Regions from separate parts of the Mus musculus genome. Here regions 2, 3 and 4 are each linked to region 1. The links are chromatin contacts, called in public HiChIP or PLAC-seq and promoter capture Hi-C maps. All regions are on one chromosome and are shown on one strand. Each heading gives the region's core, a stretch centred on a gene start, on an enhancer-like site or on the middle of the called end of the contact. The rest is flanking DNA. Distances are from core to core; before and after follow the strand shown. Region 1 holds the start of Qprt (quinolinate phosphoribosyltransferase). Region 2 holds the start of Sh2b1 (SH2B adaptor protein 1). Region 3 holds the start of Eif3c (eukaryotic translation initiation factor 3, subunit C). Region 4 holds the start of Apobr (apolipoprotein B receptor).

The links. HiChIP or PLAC-seq counts read pairs in DNA pulled down with a chosen protein or histone mark. Capture Hi-C pulls out chosen DNA fragments and counts their contacts.
Region 2: an H3K27ac HiChIP or PLAC-seq map of embryonic stem cells shows a contact between it and region 1, with 3 times the contacts expected there. The contact joins the promoter of Sh2b1 here to the promoter of Qprt in region 1. A contact is called at or near these places in 3 of 39 promoter capture datasets (hippocampal neurons, liver and stem cell-derived epiblast-like cells), 1 of 15 datasets of contacts at CTCF or cohesin (large pre-B cells), 2 of 484 Hi-C or Micro-C datasets (the N1E-115 cell line and cortical neurons) and 5 of 115 datasets of contacts at active chromatin or transcription factors (embryonic forebrain, embryonic stem cells, large pre-B cells and 1 more).
Region 3: a promoter capture Hi-C map of adipose tissue shows a contact between it and region 1, with 2.7 times the contacts expected there. The contact joins the promoter of Eif3c here to the promoter of Qprt in region 1. A contact is called at or near these places in 8 of 39 promoter capture datasets (the 3T3-L1 cell line, the HPC-7 cell line, embryonic stem cells and 3 more), 1 of 15 datasets of contacts at CTCF or cohesin (large pre-B cells), 3 of 484 Hi-C or Micro-C datasets (cardiomyocytes, cortical neurons and nephron progenitors), 3 of 115 datasets of contacts at active chromatin or transcription factors (astrocytes, embryonic basal ganglia and kidney) and 3 of 9 other capture datasets (adipose tissue, macrophages and pancreatic islet).
Region 4: a contact with region 1 is called in a promoter capture Hi-C map of liver, with 3 times the contacts expected there. The contact joins the promoter of Apobr here to the promoter of Qprt in region 1. A contact is called at or near these places in 12 of 39 promoter capture datasets (the 3T3-L1 cell line, the C10 cell line, the HPC-7 cell line and 8 more), 1 of 15 datasets of contacts at CTCF or cohesin (large pre-B cells), 6 of 484 Hi-C or Micro-C datasets (the N1E-115 cell line, cardiomyocytes, cortical neurons and 2 more), 9 of 115 datasets of contacts at active chromatin or transcription factors (astrocytes, embryonic basal ganglia, embryonic forebrain and 5 more) and 3 of 9 other capture datasets (adipose tissue, liver and pancreatic islet).

The regions. Positions count from the first base shown.
Region 1 is chr7:127,119,951-127,125,559 of GRCm38.p6, reverse strand. It overlaps Qprt (quinolinate phosphoribosyltransferase), which reads left to right and starts at 3,531. Exons shown (of 4, transcript NM_133686.1): 1 at 3,531-3,587. The coding sequence starts at 3,575. It also overlaps a transcript of Spn not described here.
Region 2 is chr7:126,472,395-126,478,003 of GRCm38.p6, reverse strand. Sh2b1 (SH2B adaptor protein 1) reads left to right here and starts at 2,874. Exons shown (of 9, transcript NM_001289541.1): 1 at 2,874-3,008; 2 at 4,910-5,609. The coding sequence starts at 4,993.
Region 3 is chr7:126,564,142-126,569,750 of GRCm38.p6, reverse strand. Eif3c (eukaryotic translation initiation factor 3, subunit C) reads left to right here and starts at 3,385. Exons shown (of 21, transcript NM_146200.1): 1 at 3,385-3,403; 2 at 3,532-3,672; 3 at 4,983-5,048; 4 at 5,146-5,335. The coding sequence starts at 3,572. It overlaps Gm25579 (a small nuclear RNA gene), which reads left to right and starts at 2,602; the gene lies at 2,602-2,707.
Region 4 is chr7:126,582,742-126,588,350 of GRCm38.p6, reverse strand. Apobr (apolipoprotein B receptor) reads right to left here and starts at 3,343. Exons shown (of 4, transcript NM_138310.1): 1 at 3,283-3,343; 2 at 540-2,975; 3 at 189-454; 4 at 1-94. The coding sequence starts at 3,339. The coding sequence ends at 25. Cln3 (ceroid lipofuscinosis, neuronal 3, juvenile (Batten, Spielmeyer-Vogt disease)) reads left to right here and starts at 2,534. Exons shown (of 18, transcript NM_001146311.2): 1 at 2,534-3,056; 2 at 4,071-4,177; 3 at 4,904-5,048; 4 at 5,255-5,351; 5 at 5,509-5,587. The coding sequence starts at 5,306.

The sequences.
Region 1 (5,609 bases), core at 2,282-4,781:
GCCCGGCAGTGGTGGCACACGCCTTTAATCCCAGCACTTGGGAGGCAGAGACAGGCAGATTTCTGAGTTTGAGGCCAGCTTGGTCTACAGAGTGAGTTCTAGGACAGCCAAGGGCTACACAGAGAGAACCTGTCTCGAAAAACAAACAAACAAACAAATAAATAAAAATTAAAAAATATTTATTTGCAGTGCTGGAGAGATGGCTCAGCGGTTAAGAGCGCCGACTGCTCTTCCAGAGGTCGTGAGTTTAAATCCCAGCAACCACATGATGGCTCACAACCATCCATAATGAGATCTGATGCCCTCTTCTGGGGTGTCTGAAGACAGCTACAGCGAGCAAGCGAGCCAGCAGGGCCAGAGTGAGAAGAAAATGTGTCTGAAGACAGCTACAGTGTGTTTACATATAATAAATAAATAAATAAATAAATAAATAAATCTTTAAAAAAAAGATTTATTTGCTTCATGTATATGGGTATTCTGTAGCTGTCTTCAGACACACCAGAAGGTGGCATCAGATGCCCATTACAGATGGTTGTGAGTCACCACATGATTTCTGGGAATTGAACTCAGGACCTCTGGAAGAGCAGTCAGTGTTCTTAACTGCTGAGCCATCTCTCCAGCCCATTGCAACCTACTTTTAATAAGGGTTCAACCACCCAGCAGAAGTAGTGGAAGAGAAAATTTATTAGGATATGGAGGAAGTGGATCTGTTCAGCTATAGCTCTTTGGGGGCAAGCTCGATCTTCTTAGGCAGCAGTTCAGTCCTGTAGCAAACACCAAACACGACCAGCAGCTGCAGACTGGTCCTCTAGGCAGGCAGACACCAGACATGAACCAGCAGCTGCAGTCCAGTCCTTTCAGCAAGCAGACACCAGGCAGCTGTAGTTCAATCCTGAAGAAACCGCCAGGCTCATCAGCTGGCCTGAGGCAAGGCTGTGGCATCAGCAAGCTGCCACAGGAACCTCATGAGCAGTTCTTGGGTGAGTTTCTCTCAATGGTTGCCATATGACAAAGTGAGCTCAACAACACTGTAAGGCGAACCAATACATGCGAAGAAAATTGAGGTGGAGCAAACCAAACTCCTCCCACTGTCTGTGGGCCATATTTCTATGCCTTCATCACAGGTCCTTCCACCTGTCTGCTATATCCAAGCATCCTTTCACTTGTGTCTACTCCAGCAAAACATCACTTGACATAACTAACTTTCCAAAACAAAACAAAACAAAACCTAGATGTTTCCATTTCATCTTTCTGCCCAGATCTTTTTGTTTTTGAGATGGGAGGGTCTTACTATGTAGACCAAGCTGACCTCCAACTCAGAGATCCACCTGCCTACCTCTGCTCTCTGGGTATGGGGTTTAAAGCTGTGTAGTTCCATATCTGGCTCACAGACTTTTTTAAAAAAAGATTTTTTAAAGATGCTCCTTCTGCCTGCCTTGGGATCAAGATGTAGAACTCTCAGTTCCTTCTCCAGCACTATGTCTGCCTGGGTACTGCCATGCTCCTGCCTTAATGATAATGGACTAATCTTTGAAAGTGCAAGCCAGTCCCAATTAAATGATGTTCTTTATAAGAGTTGCCTTGATCATGCTGTCTCTTCACAGCAAAGGAAACCCTGACTAAGACACACTATAACATCAGAGGTCATATCTTATCCACAGGGCAGTGTTACTGCTGGCAAACAGCTGATCCCACTGGCCGGTCCCAGGGACCTACTGGCTGCTTACATCATTACCTGCCACCACCAGGTGTGCCAGGTATGAGCTCCCAGACACCCCAGATCCTTCTCTGTGTCTTCTTTCTGCTCTCTCTGCCTTGTCTCATGTTTCTTTCTCCTATTCCCTTTCCTTGTCTGTCTGCCTGTCAGTTTGCCTCTATCTCCTTCATGTTCTCTCCTCCCCAATAAACCTCTTATACTAGATCTGTTTTGTGGAGTAATTTCTCATGGGAACCTTGGCATGAGTCAAGGGTACCCTACCACTCTCGCTTGCATCTATCCTGTCAGTTACAGCGTGATGGGTCCAGCACTAGGTAAGATACATGTCTTTCCCCTCCCAGAAGCCTGTATGGCATTGTGCAGGCTAGCCAACAGGGAGAAAGTTTCCTGGTCAGCTCAAGGTTAATTTTGTTATGTTCTGCATTAGGAGTGGTATTCTCAGCAATCGAGTCTCACCCTGTAGTTACGGTGCACAGCCAAGAGCAATAGCAGTAGTGTGCTGTTTTCGGAGCATCTGGAGCCTTACTGACCAGTAACTCACAGGGAGAGGGCTCACCCCGGCACTGAGGTTCTCATTTAATAATTCATGTCTTCTGGGAAGCACTCATGCAGGGTACTTCTGCTCAACTCCCTATTTAAAAAATATTATATATTTAAAAATAGCTTTCAGAACAGTGGGTTCCTGCAATGCTTCCTCATATACGCTTAGTTTGGGCTTCCCTTCCCCCCACCCTTTTCTGAATCTCTTTTCTTCACTTTAACCCTGAGTCTCTCTCTCTCTCTCTCTCTCTCTCTCTCTCTCTCACTCTCTCTCTCTCTCTCTCTCTCTCGTTTCACATCTCAGTGTTCTACTATCTTCACTAATAGTTTTTTCTTGGGTTGGAAGATGGTTTCCCTATAGCTTTTTCATATACCTTTTATTTTGGCTAACCTTGCTCCCTCCCCCAGGTTTGACCCTTCCCCATTCCATCCTTCTCTACTTTATTTCCCTGACCCAGCCCTTAGGTATCCACCCTTGTGGTCCATCTCTAGTTTTCTGGCTCCCACGTGTACTCCAGGTTAAACATACATGACCAAAGATTTAGAGCTAGGAGCCACATATGATCCAGAACATGCAATATTTCTCAGTCTGCTACAAAGTCACTGATGCTACAGTCTCCTCCGTCACCCTTAGGGCCTCATCCAAAACCCCTCCTCCAAATTTCTATAAATTTGGGGGGGTAAGTTTTCAACACACTGACTTTGGGGGAGCACATTCAGACTGCAGCTCTCAGGAAAAGTGGGAGGGATGAGGGGATATTTGTGGGGTTCCTACTCTGTCCCTCAGAAAATTTGAGATAAAAAGAGAATGGGCCGCATGTGCTTGTGCGCGCTTTAATCCTAGCACGGGCTGGGGACACAGGAGGTGGATCTATACAGTGAGAGCCTCTCTCTGGTGGGGTTAGGGAGAACGGAATTGGGGCTTGAGTGCAGGTCTGGGATCCACGATTTTCCCAGCACACCACTAACAAGGCTTTCCGGCCCTCATAGGAGAGTGAGGTCCGGCATTCATGGCCCTGCACTCCGAGGGAGCTCCAGCAGGGCTGGAAGTGGAGAAAACAGGGCCTGTTTGGTGCCAGAGGAGTCAGAATTTCTAAGTGCTCACAGCTGAGCACTTCCCACTGATTCTGGGGTTCGCAGTGGGGCTGGCTCAGCGAGGGTCCAAAGAGGTGTACCGTGAGGGCTCTTAGGAAGGACTGACCCAGCTCGGCCCCTCCCTCCCCTCTCTCTGGCAGCCCCACCCCCAGCCTCAGCTTCTGGGAACATTCGACCTGAACTGTGGTGAACACACTGACCCGCTGGCTGCTCCAAGTCACCATGGACCCTGAAGGTGACCTAAGTCTCTGCTCTGTGTTCCTGTTTTCTATGTCCCCTACTGCCCGTCCCTCTTCCTATTTCAGCCATCTGCCTCCCTCTCTCTTCTCTAAAGAACCCCTTGTGGCCTCTCCTTGGATCTTGTTCCCAAGTCCGCTTCTCTCTGTCTTGTTTGAACCTCCAAAATCCTCCTCTTGCTTCGCGGTTCTTTCTGTGTTGAGCCCTACGGAAGGGCAGAAGCTTGGGAACAGAATGGATGGGGTTGCTCTGCTGGGGTCAGATGGACTGGTAGTGGGAGTTTGGAAAGGGGAGCAGCCCTGGACTCTGTCCCTTGTTAGCAGCCAAGAGAAGCGGAGGCAAAGTCCGGTCTCATCCCTGTAGAGTGTGGGGGGCGGGGAGGGGATGAAGTCGGAGACTGCGCTCAGGCCGCAGAGTCTGGCTTGGGACTCACAGCACCTGCTTGAGCCTAGAGTGCATCAAGGACAGGCTGCAGGGCCATCGGAAGACTTCTACAGCCTCACAGCCTCTTTTTCTTGCAGTAGCATTGGGTCTGGGGTGTAGCTCAGTGGTCGACACTTGCGCAGCATGCTTAAGACCTTCCACCCTAGTAGGTTTGCCGCTCTTATTTAAATCTTTTGTGTTTCCCTTTCCTCCCTGGGGCCTCCTCCCCCATCCTCCCCACTTTCCTGCCGGTTTGCATGCAACTCCTCTGGCCTGCCTGTGGAGCCTGCTCTGGATTTGTAGGTCTGGCTAGAATCTGGGGAGTTGCCTGTGCTGATCGGGCTGGCCTCAAACTTACCGAAATTTGCCGCCGGCCGCCTGCCAAGTGCTGGGATCAAACCCGTGTGTTCTGCCTGGTCTGCCTTTCCCTCCTAACATTAACACTGCCCTGGATTTGAGGCCAGGGGATTCACAGCTGTGGGAACCCTGGGAAGTTACCCAGAAGGATTCTAGGTTTCTGCATCTGGAAGATGCTTCAGGGTGGTAGGGAAACTCAACCACCTTTGCAAGTGTCCCGGTTCCTGAGTTCTTTACTGAGGAACTGTGGGTGGGTGTTCAGGGAGGGCATGGATGCCCAACATGAATATGAAATTCTGAGAAAATAGCCATGGATTCCCTTTTCTGAGAAAGGGGGTTCAATAATGGCATTTTTCATCCAACCCGGGTTTCTGAATTTTTAAACTTATTATTGTATGTGAGTGCATGGTGGTGGGGGTGTCAGGTGTCACAGTGTGGAGGTCAGAGGACATCTTTTCAGAGGTTGTTCTCTTCTTCTTTCCACCTTTGTACGTCTCTGGGGATGGAGCTTGGGGCCTCCTGAACTGTCTTTCCCCTCTGATTATTCATTTAGTTTTGAGACAGGTCCTCACTGTGGAGCCCTAGCTGGGCTGGAACACTCAGCAATCTTCCTGCCTATGCCTCCCGGGTGCCGAGATTAAAGGGGTGTGCCTGGTTTTGTTTATTCCTAAGACAGAGTATTTTTTTAATATTTTAAATTCTGTTTATGCATGGCAGGAGTTATGCACACATGTGTGGGGTTGCCAGATGCCATAGGCATTGGGTCTCCCTACAGTTACAGGCGGTTGTGAGCCACCTGATGTGTGTGCTAGGAACAGAACTTGGATCTTCTGCAAGAACAGTGTGGACTTAACCTTTGAGCCTCAGTGATATGCAGGGCCACATCTCCAGGGTCTTGATTCACAGCCCAACATGGCTTGCAACTCATGTAGCTCAGAGTGACCTTGAACTTACGATGAGCCCCAGCCTCCCAAGTGCTGACATTACTGGTGTGTGATCCACCACAGGCTCCAGACCCAAATTCTTAATAAGAATAAATTAAAAACCTCACATACTCAAGGATGGGGTCTCGAGAGAGGGCTCAGTGGGTAAAGTACCAGCCTTACCAGCATGAGTTCAGATTCCCCAGGACTCACACAAAAGTTAGCCTGCAATGCTCACACTCGGTGTGTTGAAGAGGCGGAGGGGTGGGAGTTGTAGGCAGATCCTGAGTTGAGCTCAGGAATGATAGAAAAACACA
Region 2 (5,609 bases), core at 1,625-4,124, 650 kb after region 1:
GGTCACCACACTGCTTTGTGCAATTCAACCTATGACTCCATCTCTAATAGACAACTCCACCTACTTACCCAAGAACATTCCCTGTGCTGATACAGTAGCCAACTACAGGAATACAACTATATTGGTTTTGGTTTATTATTTTATGAATCAAGGTCTTACCAAATAGCTCTGGCTGTCCTTAAACTCACTATGTAGACCAATAGACCTTGAACCCATAGAGTTCAGACTGCCTGCTGGGATTAAAGGCTCAGGTCACTATAGCAGGTTTAGATAGGTATTTTAATAAAAAACAAACAAACAAACAAACAAACAAAAACTTCAGTTTACTGAGCACACCAACCAAGCCTGTGACCAAGCGACTACAATATCAGACTAATTCAATCACTTCGAAAACTCTGATTGAGTTCTGGGAAGTAGCTCAGCAGCAAAATATCTAGCACGTTCCCGGCCCTGGGTTTGATCCTCAACACTGACCCTGCCCCACTTCCAAAAGGCCGGACAGTTTAGACAGAACATACCCAAACTTATCAATAGCCATTTGCCCTTTTGTGTTCTTTTTTTTTTGTGTGTGTGTGTACCTTTCTTTTTTTTTTTTATAGAGACTATCACTTGTAACTTTAATTTTTTTTCAAATCCTATTTTTTTTTAGATTTATTTATTTATTATATGTAAGTACACTGTAGCTGTCTTCAGACACTCCAGAAGAGGGCGTCAGATCTTGTTACAGATGGTTGTGAGCCACCATGTGGTTGCTGGGATTTGAACTCCGGACCTTTGGAAGAACAGTCGGGTGCTCTTACCCACTGAGCCATCTCACCAGCCCCCTTTTGTGTTCTTGAACTCTGTCTATGCTAGTTGATGACTAGGTTCGCTAGAGGGAGGGTGTGGGAAACAGTCACAGGAAAGGGATCTCTACATTTGCCTCTTCCTTTAAAATGGTAACAAAGGTAGATAATCCTGGCAATGAAGACCTGACAAAGTTAATCCTGAGCTGGTGCCTAGTGCTGTGATACAGCCTGGGTGATTTAAGACTGGCTAAGCCACAGGTCTGGAGAGAGAGTTCAGTAGTTAGGAGCACATGGTACTCTTGCAGTGGGCCATTTATATACAGATAAACCACACAGATATGGAACATAATTTTTAAAAAATCTTTTAAAAACAAAAGACTGAGTACACCAGAACTTGTCTGTTTTTTTCTAAGATTTTCTAACTCCATGGGGGCAAGATGGCACCTCTAGACAAACGTTCGTTATGTGCAACAAGTTCTTTATCTATATCCATCTTCTGGGTCACTTGCCTCTGGGTTCCAGGATAGCACTTGATCTAGTCAGCTAGTTGGCTTTGGAGATTTTTAATTTTTTTTTTTTTAAATTTTGAGACATGGTTTTCATTGTTTATCCCTGGCCATCCTAGAACTTGCTGTATATACCAGGCTGGCTTAGAACTCAGATATCCACCTGCCTCAGCCTCCAAAGTGCTGGGATTAAAGGCATTGCTCCTTACTGCCTGGCTTAAATTTTCCAAAATTAATATTATTTTATCTTATATGTGCGTTTTGCCTGCCTGCGTGTATGTACGTGTCCCTGTTGAGGTCATAAGGCATCAGATCCCCTGGAGCTGGAGTTATAGTCAGTTCTGAACCACCATGTGGTTGCGGGGCCTCTGCAAGAGCTGCTAGTCTTTTAATCACTTAGCTCTCTTTCCAGCAGTGTGACTTATTTACATTTTATTACCACTTTGTTTATGTGTATGTGATGGGGGGGGGGTATCACACATGTGTGGTGTGTGTGCCATGTTCTAAGTCAGAAGCCAACTTTCCAACATCCTTTCTCTTTCCACAGTGGGTTATGGGGAGGGAATTCTGGCTAATCAGGTTTGCATAGAAAACACAAGCACTTTTACTGAAAAGGCATCTCACTAGCCTAATTCTGAAAATTTTATTGATGATCTTAGAAAGAGTGATACTCCTTACACTGAGTTGCTTAACTATTAGGATTTAAATTTGAATCTATGGAAAACCATCTTGCCACACCAAGAAGACTAGAGCCCCTCTGTGGGTGAAAGCGACCGACCGCACGAGTAGAGTACAATCACAGATGACAAGCTATAGACATAATCTTTTGGGCCCTGTCAATGATCCCAATCTACTCTGGCCTTTTCAATTACTTCAGCTGTAGTGACGCTGGATCAATGCGAGCTTGGGTTGCTAGAAGGTATTTGTGCGCAAGGTCTCAACAGCACTTTGTACCTTACTTCGTCATCCCTCTAACTTGCCCTGAAGCCTCTCTTGAACTTCAAGCTCTATCTCTATGTACCTACTGATGACCCGCAAGCATGTCCAAAACTGACCTCACTATTGCTGTCCCAACTTTAGTTCCCGTCTAAGGTAGAGCCCTCCAGGACCACCTTGTCCCTTTCCCCTAAAAGACCAAGGTCGTTAAGTTCAGGCTCCGCCCACTCCACTCGGCCTCCCAAGGTCACCGCTACATCGCTCGCCAGATCCCTGGGGGCGGTGTCCGTGTACCCCTCGATGCAGGGCCAGGCGCTCTAGGCTGCAGCCAGCTCTTCAAAGAGCTTTATCATCTCGCTGATTTCTTTTAGTGGGCGGCTACTCTCTCCGCTCAAGTGGCTTCTCTATGGTTAACTTCTCGCCTTTGTCTAGAATTTGCTTCGGATGACGGACCCAACGCCTTCCCACAGCTGCCTCAGTGGTTCCTTTTAGGTACAACTGCCGAAGCCACGGGAGCTTAGTGAGACCTGTGTTGGCGTAGCTCCTGAAAACCTCGGCGCCGAGAACGATGGCGGAAGTGAATACGAAGGTGCCCTCCTTCTTACTGCTCTTCTCTATGGTCGCTTCCTTCCGCGTCGGGGAACCCGTCCCAGCGCCTGCGCAGAAGCGCGTGCTGGGAGCCCGTCGCGGAGGCGGGGGGCACAGGGAGCGGGAGCTGCGGCCGTCGCCGCCGCCGCCGCTGCCGCCGCCGGAGCTAAGCGCGGGGACCGAGATGCAGGTGGGACCGGAACCGGAACCCCCCTCTTCAAGTGCCTCTTTCCTCTCCGGACTCGACCCTGTCGTCTGAGAAGCCTGGGCGGGGGTGGGCGTGGGGGCTCGGGGCTGGAGGGGTGCTCGGCTCCCGAGAGGGCAGCAGATAGTTGGTCCCTCGGAGGCTCCGGCCCAGGGGCTTGTGGAGGGTGTCCAACGACTAGGATCGGGTCCGAGTGATTAACCACGGGGCCCGGAGGGTCCGAACCTGGAGCGCAGCCTGCACCCTCCACCACCCGCCCTTCTGGAATGTCAGAACTAAGCCAAGAGGCAGGTGCACCGGAAAACTGTGACTGAGCCGTCTTGGCAGAAGAGAAACTGAGTCACCAGTCCAGGAACCGCAGGGTCAGCGGGCCTGAAGGGGGCTGGGTCGGCCAGTAGTGCTGAGGGCTGGGTGGGCCTGTGTGAGCCGAGGTAGCCTCTGGCTGGGGACTGTCTCTGCCGTGCCTGCGCCTCTTGGCCCCGATTCCCCTGTGCTCTGTGACTCCCGCATCTCCTGGCTGCTTCTCCCTGGTTTGGAGTTGTCCCTGTGGTTGGAGCCATCGGAGTATGTAGGAAAGGCCAAGGAGGAAGGGGAGGGGGGGGGGGTCTCTGACTTGCAGCTTGGTTGTAGGCTTGATGAAGAGGCTGGCATCACTGATAGTTTGGGTAGACTTTCCTGAGCCGTCCAGAGGTGTCTCCTTTCAGTCGATCATAGGGCAGGACCACTCACCAAAGAGCCACCGGTTGTAAATTACATATGGAGCTCTGTCACTTTCTAGCTGTGATGTAAGAGTTGGGGCACCCGCAGAAGCGCTTCCTTTCTGGAGCGCAAATGGGACCCATCATACTGTCCTCCCCCATAAAAAATAGTTACAGTGGCAGTGATGTCTTGTGTGCTTACTGTGGAAAGCATAGACATGTTCCTTGTCATTTCATTTCTCCTGACAACTGTAGCAGGTAGCGGTTAGTAACTGTGTTTTACAGAGACAAAAGCTAGGTTCACACAGCTAACAGGTGGACTGAGCTGGGGCTTGAGTCCAAAACTCACAGGTACACTCCCCAGGGAGTGAAAATTCCTGAGCCCCGGCTCCGTGCGATGCCTTACTTCTGTGGCTAGTAAAGACTTGTCCTGACCCAACACACCATCTCTTTTTCTCTAGCGCTGCTATCACTCAGCCCTAGACTGTAGGGGCAACCCAGAGATTGGCCTTCAGCCAATCCAAGTCTTCCCACAGGGCTTAAGTGCTGGGTTATAGGATCAGCTTCGAAGACAACTGAGCCTTCAGTCCAACTTCCACTCATTGGACCTATGATGCAAGGTCTTTAAAGGGTGTAATCCCTGCACCCTTTGGTCCCCTGAGAACAGAGCAGTGGGAGCTGTGGTCGAGGCTGGTCCAGCATATCCCTGGAGACTAGAACTGTGCAGTGGGAAATGCGGTAGACTCTGAGTTCTGGAACTTGTTTGAATCTCTGTTTGAATCTCCGTTTCCTCATCTGTAAGAGGTTAGTAAGTTGTCTAAGGAAAGGTAAAATGACCTTGTAGAGCCCTCTGGAATGGCACACTTAAAATGTGTGATAGTTAGGGAAGGTTTTGTCTTAGAGAAGGGATGGCAGTGATCTTAAGAGTCCCCTGTGGGGTAAGATGCTCCAAGGCCCTTTCCTGGGTCCCACAACAGGGAGAGGGGTGACAAAGGCAGCAGGATTGGGCTTAGCATCCTTCATCCCTGGGGTATATGAGGGTTATTGATCTTGAAGAGGGCAAAACAGTTTAGTTCTCTTCGCCTGTTGCTCTCTGAGGAGCCTGGAGGGGAGTCCCTGGCCTGGGCTGAGATATAACTCAATCTCACTTCTACAGTAACTCAGTGTATGTGCCTCTTCTTTCTACAGCTGTTGCCGCACATCCCGTGTCTTCTGGCTGCTTCCCTATTTGTTCCCCGCAGGCTTCCCTTGTCCTCCTCCTGGGGCCCATCATGAATGGTGCCCCTTCCCCAGAGGATGGGGTCTTCCCTTCTCCGCCAGCGCTGCCACCACCCCCTCCCCCAAGTTGGCAAGAGTTCTGTGAGTCCCATGCGAGGGCAGCTGCCCTGGATCTTGCCCGACGTTTTCGCCTCTACCTGGCCTCCCACCCACAGTATGCAGAGCCGGGAGCAGAGGCCGCTTTTTCTGGCCGTTTTGCTGAGCTCTTCCTGCAGCACTTCGAAGCCGAGGTGGCTCGGGCCTCGGGCTCACTCTCCCCACCTGTCCTGGCTCCATTGAGCCCTGGTGTGGAAATCCCACCATCACACGACCTGTCCCTTGAGAGCTGCAGGGTGGGTGGGCCCCTAGCAGTGTTGGGCCCTTCTCGATCTTCTGAGGACCTGGCTGGCCCCCTTCCTTCCTCAGTCCCTTCCTCTACAACATCCTCAAAGCCAAAGCTCAAGAAGCGCTTCTCCCTCCGCTCAGTGGGCCGTTCAGTCAGAGGCTCTGTTCGAGGCATCCTGCAGTGGCGGGGTGCCGTTGACTCGCCCTCCCAAGCTGGGCCTCTGGAGACCACATCCGGCCCTCCAGTTCTAGGTGGAAACAGCAACTCCAACTCCTCGGGTGGTGC
Region 3 (5,609 bases), core at 2,136-4,635, 560 kb after region 1:
TTTAGCACAATTACTGGGTGACTATTCCTAAACTTTTTTCTTCACTAGTCTGGCTATTTCCCAGATGCACTCACCAAGTACTTGCTGTTTGAGTCTCCCTGGTGTCATTTTTGCTCCATTAATCTGTCTCAGGGGACACTTCTCTAAGCCACGTGCTCCTGTTCTCTGGCGTGTGCCAGACTCAACCAGCAAGAACGACGCTGCAACAGGATCCTTCTGCACACGTTTATTGGGAGAGCTTGATTGCAGAGGCGAAGAGACCCCGAGCCCAGAACTGGTGCTGCTTATATAGGCCTAGGAGAGGCGGGTCTCACACCCGGATTGGTTATGCACTATACCTCATTTGCATGTTCCTCATCTGATTGGTTATACTTGCAGAACCTCATTATCGTGCCCGGGCCAGGCAGTGTCTTGGCAAAAAACTTTACTGCATATGTACACATTGGTTGTTTGCCCAAACTTATGCGTGGTGGCCAGCAGTAGCCAGCGCCACTCTGCAACGGCACATGTGGCTTCCCACACTGTTCCATCTGGTCTAATGGAGACCTCCTACTGTCTTCTTTCTTCTTCTCTTTCCTTCCTTCTTCCTCTTATGGCCCCTACCTGGGAACCCTGCGTGGTAACGGAACGCTCCCCCCTCCCATCTCTATGCTTCCTAGGGGCTGGCTGTAGCCACTTTAATTTAACCAGTCAGAAAAGATTGGTGAGTAAAATTCATAAGACATCATTGGGTGTGAGAATGTGCTCATCAGACTGCCACCTGTGGGCCAAGATTTAGCATTTGAATACGTAGCAGCACCAGACCAACCCCCACCAGTCTAGCCAGCAATATGTGCTGGGGCAAAGGTGGCACAGAACTCATGGAAGTGACCAACCAATTCCTGGTCCAACTTGAGACCCATGCCATGAGAGGAAGCCCAAAGGCTTGGAACCAGACACTGGAAAGCCAGAGACCTATGATAGAACCAAACATAATTGGAAGAAAAATAAAATGTCAATGAAATGATTCCTAATGATATTCTGCTACACTTGTAGACAGGAGCTTAGCATAATCGTCATCTGAGAGGCTTCATCCAGCAACTGATAGGAGCAGATGCAGAGATCTACGGCCAAACATTAGGAGATGCTCAAGGAATCCAACAAAAGAAAGGGTGGAAGGATTGTAGGAGCCAAAGGATCAAGGGTACCACAAGAAAACAGCCCACGGAATCAACTAAGCAGGGCTCATAGGGGTTCACAGTACTGGCTATTCTCCATGTGTGTGTGTGTGTGTGTGTGTGTGTGTGTGTGTGTGTGTGTGTGTATGTGTGTGTGTAGGGGGGGTTGGTTTGGTTTTGTCTTGGTATAGCCATAGTGAGTGTGGCATCTCCTTCTGGTTTTGATTTGCATTTCCTCTATTAGTAAAGATATCGGACATTTAAAACTGTTGTTGTGTGTAGAGTTCACAACATAATCACATGTGTGAAGGATTTAGAGGTGTGACCTTGCCAGGCTTGATGGTGCATGCCTTTAACCCCAGCACTCCAGAGGGAGAAGTTGGAGGTTTTCAGAGCTCAAAGCTAACCTGGTTATGAGGCAAATTCCACTAGGACAGCTGAGGTTATAAAGAGAAACCCTGTCTTGGAAAAAAAGAAAACAGAAAAAAATAGGTGTGGCCTTGGAGGAGGTGTATGTCTGGATCCCACACTCTTCCCAGTTCTCTCTGTGTGTCTCTCCCCCTCTGCCTCTTTCTGTGTCATCTCTCAGCTTCTGCTCTGGCGCCATGGCTGCTGTCATGTCCCTGCCCGGTTGATCATGGACTCATCCTCTGAAACTGTAATCCCCAGTGAGGTCTTTCTTCTATACGTTGCTTTGCTTTTGCATGGTTTCTTCATAGCAACAAAAACGGACCTAATCCTGGAAGCTGAACTCTGGCAGGCAACATGCATACACAAGAGACTGGCACTGGGGCCACGCTGAGGTAGGCACACAGACATGCATACACTGCCAGCAGGCTAGCAGGCTAAGGTGAAGCCTCAGGCCTCTGACCTCAAGGCCGTCTTTATATAAAACCCACCCAACAGTGCCATTTTGCTAGAATTATACTTCACTGTTTATTTTTGGGCACCCCAGACATCAGTTGGTGAAATGCTTGCCTAGTATGGATCTAGACCCTGGGTTCCATACCCAGTACTACAAAAATCTAGGCCTTGTATGTTGCAAAGGCCACTAGGAATTGGGGGAGGTGGGAGGTGGTAGGGTGGTAGTCAGGGGAGGTGGTCAGAAGACAACTATCAGGAGTTGTTTTTTCTATTCTGTGGCCATAGGGAACTAACTCAAGTTCTTACGCTTGGTGACAAGTGCTTTTTCATCTGAAACACCTCGTGGGTCCAGTGGCTAGCTAGTATATGCTCATTCTGCACAAGGTACTGTCCCACACACATCATATGTTCTCATTTTATTTTCCTAATATCAAATGAACAAGTGCTATTATTCCCCTTTGTTTGTAGCACAGGGAGAAGAGCAGAGAGAGATTAGAAGTTAGAAAGTTTGCCTAAGAAAACGGTAAAGACAGGATTCCAACACTCAAGATCTATGAAGTTTGCTTAAACCTGAGAAACCATGCTCTCTTCTGAAGCATATATATTAAAATTGGAAAGATAAGGTAAGATTAGTATGGCCCCTGCACAAAGATGTCACACAAATTTGTAAAGCGTTCCGTATTTTTAAAATCCTTTTCTAAAACAAAACAAAACAAAACAAAATGACAACAACGACACTCCTCCAAAACCTCGCAGGACATCGGCATCAAGCTGACACCAGCCCTTAGATTCTTACTCTGAAGTTAAGATGGGCGGCCAGAATACTTTTTGTTTTTTTGTTTTTTTTTTTTGTTTTTTGTTTTTTTTTTCGAGACATAGTTTCTCTTGGCTGTCCTGGAACTCGCTCTGGAGACCAGGCTGGCCTCGAACTCAGAGATCCACTTGTTTCTGCCTCCTGAGCGCTGGGATTAAAGGTGTTGAGCCACCTCCGCAGGCTTCAGAGCTTAGCTTTTTTTTTTTTTTTTTTTTTTTTTCTTTTTTTTTGGCCCAGTCTGGCCTTGAACCCATGATCCTCCTGCTTCACCCTTTCTAGTGTAGGGAATTACAGACGTGCACCATGGGGCGGTTACTAAATTCTATATTGTCAGTCTTGCAGCCTAGTCCGGGCGGTCCTAGTGAGCAGCCAGTCAGTCTTAGTTTAGATAAGATTTAGAACCTCGGCTACTAATTCGTCCCAGGCCGTGTATAGCGCAAAGGCCACTGGGAATTGTAGTTATTTAGCGCATTCTTTGGTGCTTCCGGGAAGTGACGCCCCCCCAACCTTTTCCTCTTCCGGCGTCGTGCCTGTCTCACCTGCTCAGAGGGACTCGGCAGCTTAGCTGGTTCGTGTCTCTTGGGCCTCGTGCTCCGTGGAGGGCAAGGGGGAGGCCGTGCAGGCGGGAACGGGGGTCCGGGTCGGGAGATGGTAGCCGCGGTTGCCCCCAAACCCTGACGCCGCGGGTTTCCTCAGGTTCCGGCCGCGAGCGCCTCAGCCCTTCAGCGCCGTCGCCATGTCGCGATTCTTCACCACCGGCTCGGACAGTGAGTCGGAGTCGTCCCTGTCCGGGGAGGAGCTCGTCACCAAACCGGTCTCCGGGAACTACGGCAAACAGTGAGCTGGGGGCGCGGAGGGGACGGGTTTGGCGGGCTGCGGGGGCTCGGGTGGGCGAGCGGAGCCATGGGCTGGGCGCGTCTGAGAAAGGAGCTCTCGCAGCGAGCTGGGGGAGCCCTCGGCGTCCTCGGTACCGAGGAGGAGGAGAGGTTTTCCGTTGCTTAGTATTGCATCAGCTCTTAAGGCCTCCAAGTCTGCAGCCTCGTAACTCCTGCCCACATTCCATCTCTCGCATCCCTTCCCGCCCCTTGACTGTGGCTTTCGGAAACTCCCCGTATCGTAAATCTTCCCACTAAGCTTAGTCGTTATGATTTGTACTCATGGAGGGAAACCCTCAGTGCTTGGTTAGTTTGGCCCTGAAATCCGGTCGTTTGGCTCTGCGTGCCAAATGCTAAACACTGCTGTGTTCATCTTTATTTACTGTCTTTTTCTCGATCTCTGTAAATTAAAACTTTTTGAACTTTGAAACAGTTCTCAAAACAACATTGTTTTTGCTGTGTACCTGAAGGGTTTTAAGACATACTTACCTCCACAGAGACTTTTTTTTTTTTTTTTTTTTTTTGGTTTTTCAAGACAGGGTTTCTCTGTGTAGCCCTGGCTGTCCTGGCACTCACTTTGTAGACCAGGCTGGCCTCGAACTCAGAAATCCGCCTGCCTCTGCCTCCCGAGTGCTGGGATTAAAGGCGTGCGCCACCACGCCCGGCGCTCCACAGAGACTTGTAGAGAATTGTAGATGAATATCCAGACATATCCATGTGACTGCGATAGCATAACACTGTCCAAAGTGGAAAAACTATCACTTGTCCCATATTAAAAAAAAATTGTCAGGAAAAGTTAATACCATGGAAAGAAAATAATAGAGACACTGTTGCTAACTGAATGCTTTCACCCATTATTGAAAAAAATACAATCAAAGAGAGTGTTAGAATTCACCAAAACTAGTGGCCTCTCCTATTTTGGGAAATGTTTCTTTTTAGAATCTGGCTAGGTACCAGCTCCTTGGAGCTTTTCCCATTTGTTAGAGTTAGGGGGCCTTTTGTCTGCTGCTTTCTTAGGTACTTGTAGCCATATGTGCTGTTAGACAGTTGTCTCATACAGTCTATAAGCCTTCTGTTACTTGTTCTTGGGGACATTCTTGTAGATACTGTCAGGGTTTACAAGAGACCTCATTTAGAGTTGCAGCTGCTTAAGATGAGTATGAAGAACAAGGATCAGAGAAGAAGATGGTATGCATGCCTCGGTTCTCATCTGATAAGAGAAATAACACTAGCTAAGACTGAAGGGTAATGGTCTCTGTTCCTTTCATACAGGCCTTTGTTACTGAGCGAGGATGAGGAGGATACAAAGAGAGTTGTCCGAAGCGCCAAGGACAAGAGGTGAGGCTGTCGTAGGTTAGGGGTTAGGGGGAGTGATGGTATTGTTTTCTCCATGATAGACAGACACAGCCAATCTGGTATTGAACTTCCTACCCAGGTTTGAGGAGCTGACCAACCTCATACGAACCATCCGTAATGCCATGAAGATTCGAGATGTCACCAAGTGTCTAGAAGAGTTTGAGCTCCTGGGAAAGGCCTATGGGAAAGCCAAGAGTATTGTGGATAAGGAAGGTGTCCCCCGATTCTACATCCGAATACTGGCTGACCTGGAGGACTATCTTAATGAGGTGTGACTCTGAGCATGCAGAGGGGTGTGGGCCTGGCTGTGCTGCTTGCCTGCTGCCAGGGCTCTCCTCAGGGCTCTTTGCCTTCTTATCTACAGTGGTGCCTAGAAAATAGAAAATGAGATAAAGCAAGGAGAAAAACTTATTTTTGGGCAAAAGCTTGACTATATTTATTGGGGTTTGGCTGTTTTTTGTTGTTCTTGTCGTTACTTTGTTTTTTTTTTTTTTTTTTTTTTCCAGGACAGGGATTTTCTGTATAGTCTTGGCCAACCTGGAA
Region 4 (5,609 bases), core at 2,094-4,593, 540 kb after region 1:
CTCTCTCTAGGGCTCTAGGCCCTGTCACTGTGGCTTTGGCTGGCTCAGTCGGGCTTGCAGCTCCTGCATCATGCCAGGATGAGCAAAGCCAAACCTGTAGAAGGAACAGATCCATAAGAGCTCTGGGAGGTGGACCCCAGCTTCCCGCAGCCTCCTCACCATCCCAAGCATAGCGCCCCTGTGCCTACCCACGCCCCAGCATTTTTCTTCTGGCTGGCACTGGAGTCCCCTCGGGCTTTGTGGCACTTAGCTCTGGAGTTTCCTCTAGCTGAAGAGAGGATTGCTCAGGGACCGGCCGCTCCGCCTGGGGTTGGGGGCTGGGAGGGTCACACTGTGGCTCAGGAACAGAGATTCGATGGAAAGAGGGCCTCGAGCGCCGCCGTGAGGAGCTTCGAGAGAGGAGCACACGACTCCGAGGGACAGAGACATCCAGGCGGGACCCAGGGAGCAGGGCCTGCAGGATAAGGGACATAGAGGACTGTGGAGAACTGACTTCCAGATTCTGCCTGTCCCTCTCGGGGCCCTGCTGAAGCCCTCACCTCATTCCAGTTGCTGTGAACATCCCCTGGGGCACCTGCCGTGGCCTCAGCCGATTCCAAGGGCCCAGGCACAGCTACTGTGGGGATTTGGTGTGTCTGCTGCCCCTCCTGGTCTGAAGAGTCGTCCAGCGTTTGGATCTCGCCCTCTGAGTTGTGGACCTTCTGCTCTCGCGACTGCCCTCCCCCAGCCTCTTCTTCCAACAGCATCTGATCTCTTAGGAGCCCCTCAGTCTCCATGGGGGTTATGGACCCCTCTGCTCTCTCTGCCTGGGAGCCTAAAGTCACACCATCCGTCCCCCTTATGTCTTCTGCCATTACAGATGTCTCCATCTCTGCCTGCTCCCCCTCTTCAGTCCCATCAATTTCTTGGATATCATAGCCAGACACCTTCTCTGCTGAGCCCACCAAGCCAACTTCCTGTCCACTTTGCTTCTCTGTAGTCTCCTCCAGCTCCGTGCCTCTCCCAGCCTCCCCTCTGCCCTCGGAACACCAGGCTTTCCCAAGCTCTGTTTCTGGAGCCAACCCAGCTTCCCATTTTGGCCCTTCCTCGGTATCCACGGCCCTGATACCCACAATAATCTCCTCAGCCAAATAACTGGTCTCTGTGTCCTCACTGTCTTGCAGGCTCAGAGTCACCTCCTCCAGCCTCCTCTTCCTGCAAGTTCCATCTGCCTCCCAAGGCACTACAGCCTCCTCCTCAGCAGCCTCGTTTTCTGTGGGCTTGGATTCCTCCACTGACTCTTCTGTCCCCGCCTCTGCTCCTTGGCTTCCCTCCAGCTCCGGGTTAAGTGCTACGGAGGTCAGTGCCTCCTCTCCTCCTGACCCGAAGACCTCTGGCTGTTGGGCCTCCTGGCCTCCTTCAGCCCGGATCTCCACTGCCTGCTCGGTTGCAGTCTGTTCCTTGCCTGCTTCAGCATCTGCTTTTACCTCCTGGCTATTTCTGCGGTCCACACCCCTACTCCAGTTTCCCCAGGCTTCTAGCTCAGGGCCTGCAAACCCCACAGGCCCAGGATATTCCTTCAAGCTTAGCACCCGCTCTGGGCTCAGGTCTGGAGCTCCACTAGTCTCTTCCTGACCCTTCTGTCCTTCCTCAAGTTGTTTAGTTAAAGCCTGGGAATGTCTCACCAGCTCAGGGTCCTGTCCTTCAGTGACCTTTACTCTCAATACCTCTGGTGTCATCTGGGCGGCTTCACTCCTCTCTCCCACAAACAACTCCTCAGTGCTGACTTCTGGAGAGTCTTCCCAGTCAGGTTCATCTTTAGCCTCCGTGTCTAGGACTAGCGTAGGCTCTGTGGCCCAGGAGTTCCTTTTCTCCCTGGAGGATTCTTCTGCCCGTACCTCTTCTTCTAGACTCACTCCATTATCCCTGATGGCTAAGTCTTGCCTCTCCTCATCCTCAAAGCTGCCCTCTGTTTCCTGTTCTCCCATAGCCTCCTCTTCAGCTATGTGGCCTTCAGTCATCTCTCCAGTTCTCTCAGCCTCCAGGGTCTGGATCGGAAACCTAACTTCAGCCTCTCTCTTCTCGTCGACCTCATCCTGCTGGTCTCCCTTGTCAGCCTCTTCTAGGACCCAGACTCTCCCAGTAGTTCCTGGGAAGTTGTCTCCTGGGTCTGACCCGTATTCTGTTCCCTGAACTCCTAGGCTATCAGCCCCCTCCCTGTCTGAGACTGTCCAGGCCTCTCTACTCAACATGGCCTGGTCCTCAGACTCGGCCCCGGGGCATTGTGTCCCCTGTGCCCTTGCCCTTTCACCATCCCTCATTGGGACCATCCTCTCCTCTTCCTTGTCAATCCCTTTGGCACCAAACCATTCGATTTCTGCAACCATGTCTTTGGCCACCCAGTCTATCTCTTTGCTGTCCTCTGTCACATGCTGCCCCTCAGTGCCAGCATTCCCCCCAGGCTCGCTGTGCCAGGTTGGCTGTGACTCCACCCCCTCGGCCATCCCTGACTCTGCTGCTCTGACCACCTCCTCCTCTTCTTCCTTCTGTTCACAGGTTCTCAGAGGCTCCCCACTGCTTGCTTCCTCTTCACCGTGCTCCCAGATCTCCTGGGCTGTATTACTGCTCCTGTCTCTGTGAGTCCCAGGCTCTGCCTCAGGCTTCAGTGGGACACTTGGCTCCTGGCCCCTGGCATCCTCAGCTGCCTTCCAGGACCCAGTGTCCTGCCTTTCTGCTTGGGGCCTTGCAGAGCTATCTGCTCTCCACCCCCAGGTCTGTTCACCAGCTAAACTTCCTTCTTGGCATCTTCTAGTCTCTTCGGGTGCTTCTACCCCCTCACTCTGGCCACTTCTAAGTCCCTCCAGTACCTCCTGGGCTTCCTCTCCTACAACCTTCCCCTCAGTCACCTCTCCCAGTTCCTCAGCTGCCTGTGTCTGCCTCTCTACTGTGGGGACTGTGTCTCCTACGAGGTAGGACACAAACGCACTGAAGGAGTCCTAGAAGAGAAGAAAGAAGAGTGAAGGCACTCAGGGGAGGTCTAACCACTTCCCCAGGAGTACACTGTTAACAAAGCCCAGGTAAGAATCAGGGATCTGGACGTCTGCTAAGGGACCCCGACAAGGCCTAGCTTGAATAAGTGGGTACACTTGTAGAGGCAGGAGATTGAAACCCAGGAAGGACTGGGCTAGGAGTCTGGCTGACTGTAGGAAAGGGAGCTCAGGCTTCAGGAGAGGCTGTAAGGGAGAGGAAAGGTGAGACTACGAGGAATGGTGGAAGTTTCGGGTATCTCTCTGCCCCTCTCACCAGTGCTCCCCTCAAAGCCTGATGTAGCCCAGGGAGACGAAGCCGGAGAAAATCCATCCTGCAGGTCTCTGTGTGTCCAGAAAGCTCACAATGACCATCCGTCCCCACCCACGAAGTCCTCCCCAGCACCCAAGACACTTCCTCTTCCCCTGACTCTCCCTGACAAATCTCCACCCCAGGCCCTGTGCACCTCCCCCCTGCTCATGGATGACTTCATGACAGGCAGGGGGATGGCTTAACAGTGTCCAGGTGACTCAGACTCGGGTGCACATCTGGAACTAAAGGGCAGAGGATCGGGCCAGAAAGGGGAAAGGGAAAAAAAAAGTGGAAACAGGAGACCTCAGAATTGGGTATGGGGGAGGGGGCATTCGGCAAGTGCAGCCTGAGTGACTCAGGTCTTGTATTCGCACCTCAGCCATTTCCGCCTCCTCCAAGCCACAGCCTTCAGTGAGAGGAAGCTAGGGTTTGTGGTTCCTGATTTATTTGGGGGAGAAGCTGTAGAAGTGAGGATAAGGCCACTGGAAGTTCTGGGTTCCCATTTTCAACGCCATTAAGATTTTTCTGGGGATGAAAGGTCTGGATTGGTGCTCAATGCCCACACCCTCACCTATGGTTATTCTTGTACTGTGGTCATGTGTCCTCACAGCTTACTGTGAGTTCCTTAAGGACAGAGGCTGCAGAATTTCTAGAGACTCGTTTGGGTAGGAGGATCCTTTTTCTCACTGTTTGAGTGATCTAGGAAGAACACCACAGGAGGGCATATTTCAAACGGCAAATCTTAATGACAGGTGGTTGAAAAGACCCGGGAGAAGTGGGCAGAGGCTGCTGGAATCCATAGCAGAGGAATAGGCTTGATGAAGAATGGTCAAGATGCTGCCCTGCCATCGAGTGGAAGGTAAGGGAAGGACTCCTTATTTGGAACTGTGAGGTGACACATTCCAACTATCCTCTCAGCCTCATTCTCCTAACTTCCAATTAGGACAAACGGCTGACATCACAGACCAGGAAAAACACCCATAGCAGCTTTCTCAGTGAACTTAGCACCTTTGCTCTATTTCTTACTGCTGAGTCTCTGAAGTCAGCTAAAAGTCTAGCCTCTGTTGCACAGTGGGGCGGAGGGACCTTGGTTTTCTCTTGTAAAACCAGGGGTTGGACAACTTTCGTGGTATTTGTTGTTCTAGGATAGTAAGGCAAAGGGGATTTAACCGTAACATCGTGAATATTGCCACAGATAATTCATAGAATGCTGTTTTGTGGGTGTTTATTTTTAATCGATCTACTCTCAGCTACTTCCCAGATGCTTATTATAGGTCTTTACAATAGGTCTGTAAGGACAACAGATAACACTTGAGGCTGGTCGCCTTTGCGCTCAAGCAGAACTTGTCCTTGGGACGTTGGGTGGGGTAGTGGGACATCCGCAGCAAAGTAGCCATAATTGTTTCAGGCAAGTAAGAGCTGCAGGAAAGAAGCTGAAGCCTTCCGCGCCATGACTAGTACTGGCAGATTTGGTCGGCGTCTAGAGCGCCGCTTTTCATGGCTCTACTTGTGGCTCCCTTCGACTCCAATTCAAAATCAGTGCTTCCAGCGTTCTCTCGAACTCTCCTTCTTTTATTCTCCGAAGTTTGAGAAGTCCAAAGGCGAAAAAGAGAAAAAAGGACCCGGAAGTAAGAAGCAACCCTCAAGCACGTGATGGAAGGCTCACGGGTACTGTCACGTGACCCCCAACCTGCTCGTCTACCTTGCGGAGAGTTCAGCTGCTCTTAAAGGTACAGGCCTGGGGGCGGGGGCTTTGCTTTAGAGGGGCAGGGGGCGGGGTCAGGCGGGTGGGGCGTGGGTGAACACGAGCTGGAGATCTGGGGATCCTTCGACGGACATGTCGTGTATAGCAGACAGCGGAACCTGGGACTGACCGCGGGGCATTGATCCTTCGCACCCACCTGTCCCAGACTTTAATCTGTTTTCTTGAAGCTAGCTCGGAACACACGCTGACTTTGGGCCCTTTGGGGGACCCGAACTCAATGTTATGGGAAGTTCTGCGGGCTCGTGGAGGCGCCTTGAGGATTCTGAGAGTGAGTGCTCTCATCGGTTGCCTTGGGAATGACCACCTCTGCCCGCGGCTCTCCCGAGGAGTTGGGATGCTGGCCCTGCCCCCTCAACACCATGCGGGATAGGCGGGGCCTTCGTGTACCCGAGTGAGTGGGGGGTCATGCTTTCTCTACCTCCCAGGGGAGGAGACCGACTCAGAGCCCCAGGCCCCTCGGTTGGATAGTCGGAGTGTCCTTTGGAAGAATGCAGTGGGTTTCTGGTAAGTGGTCTGAGAGTTGTGC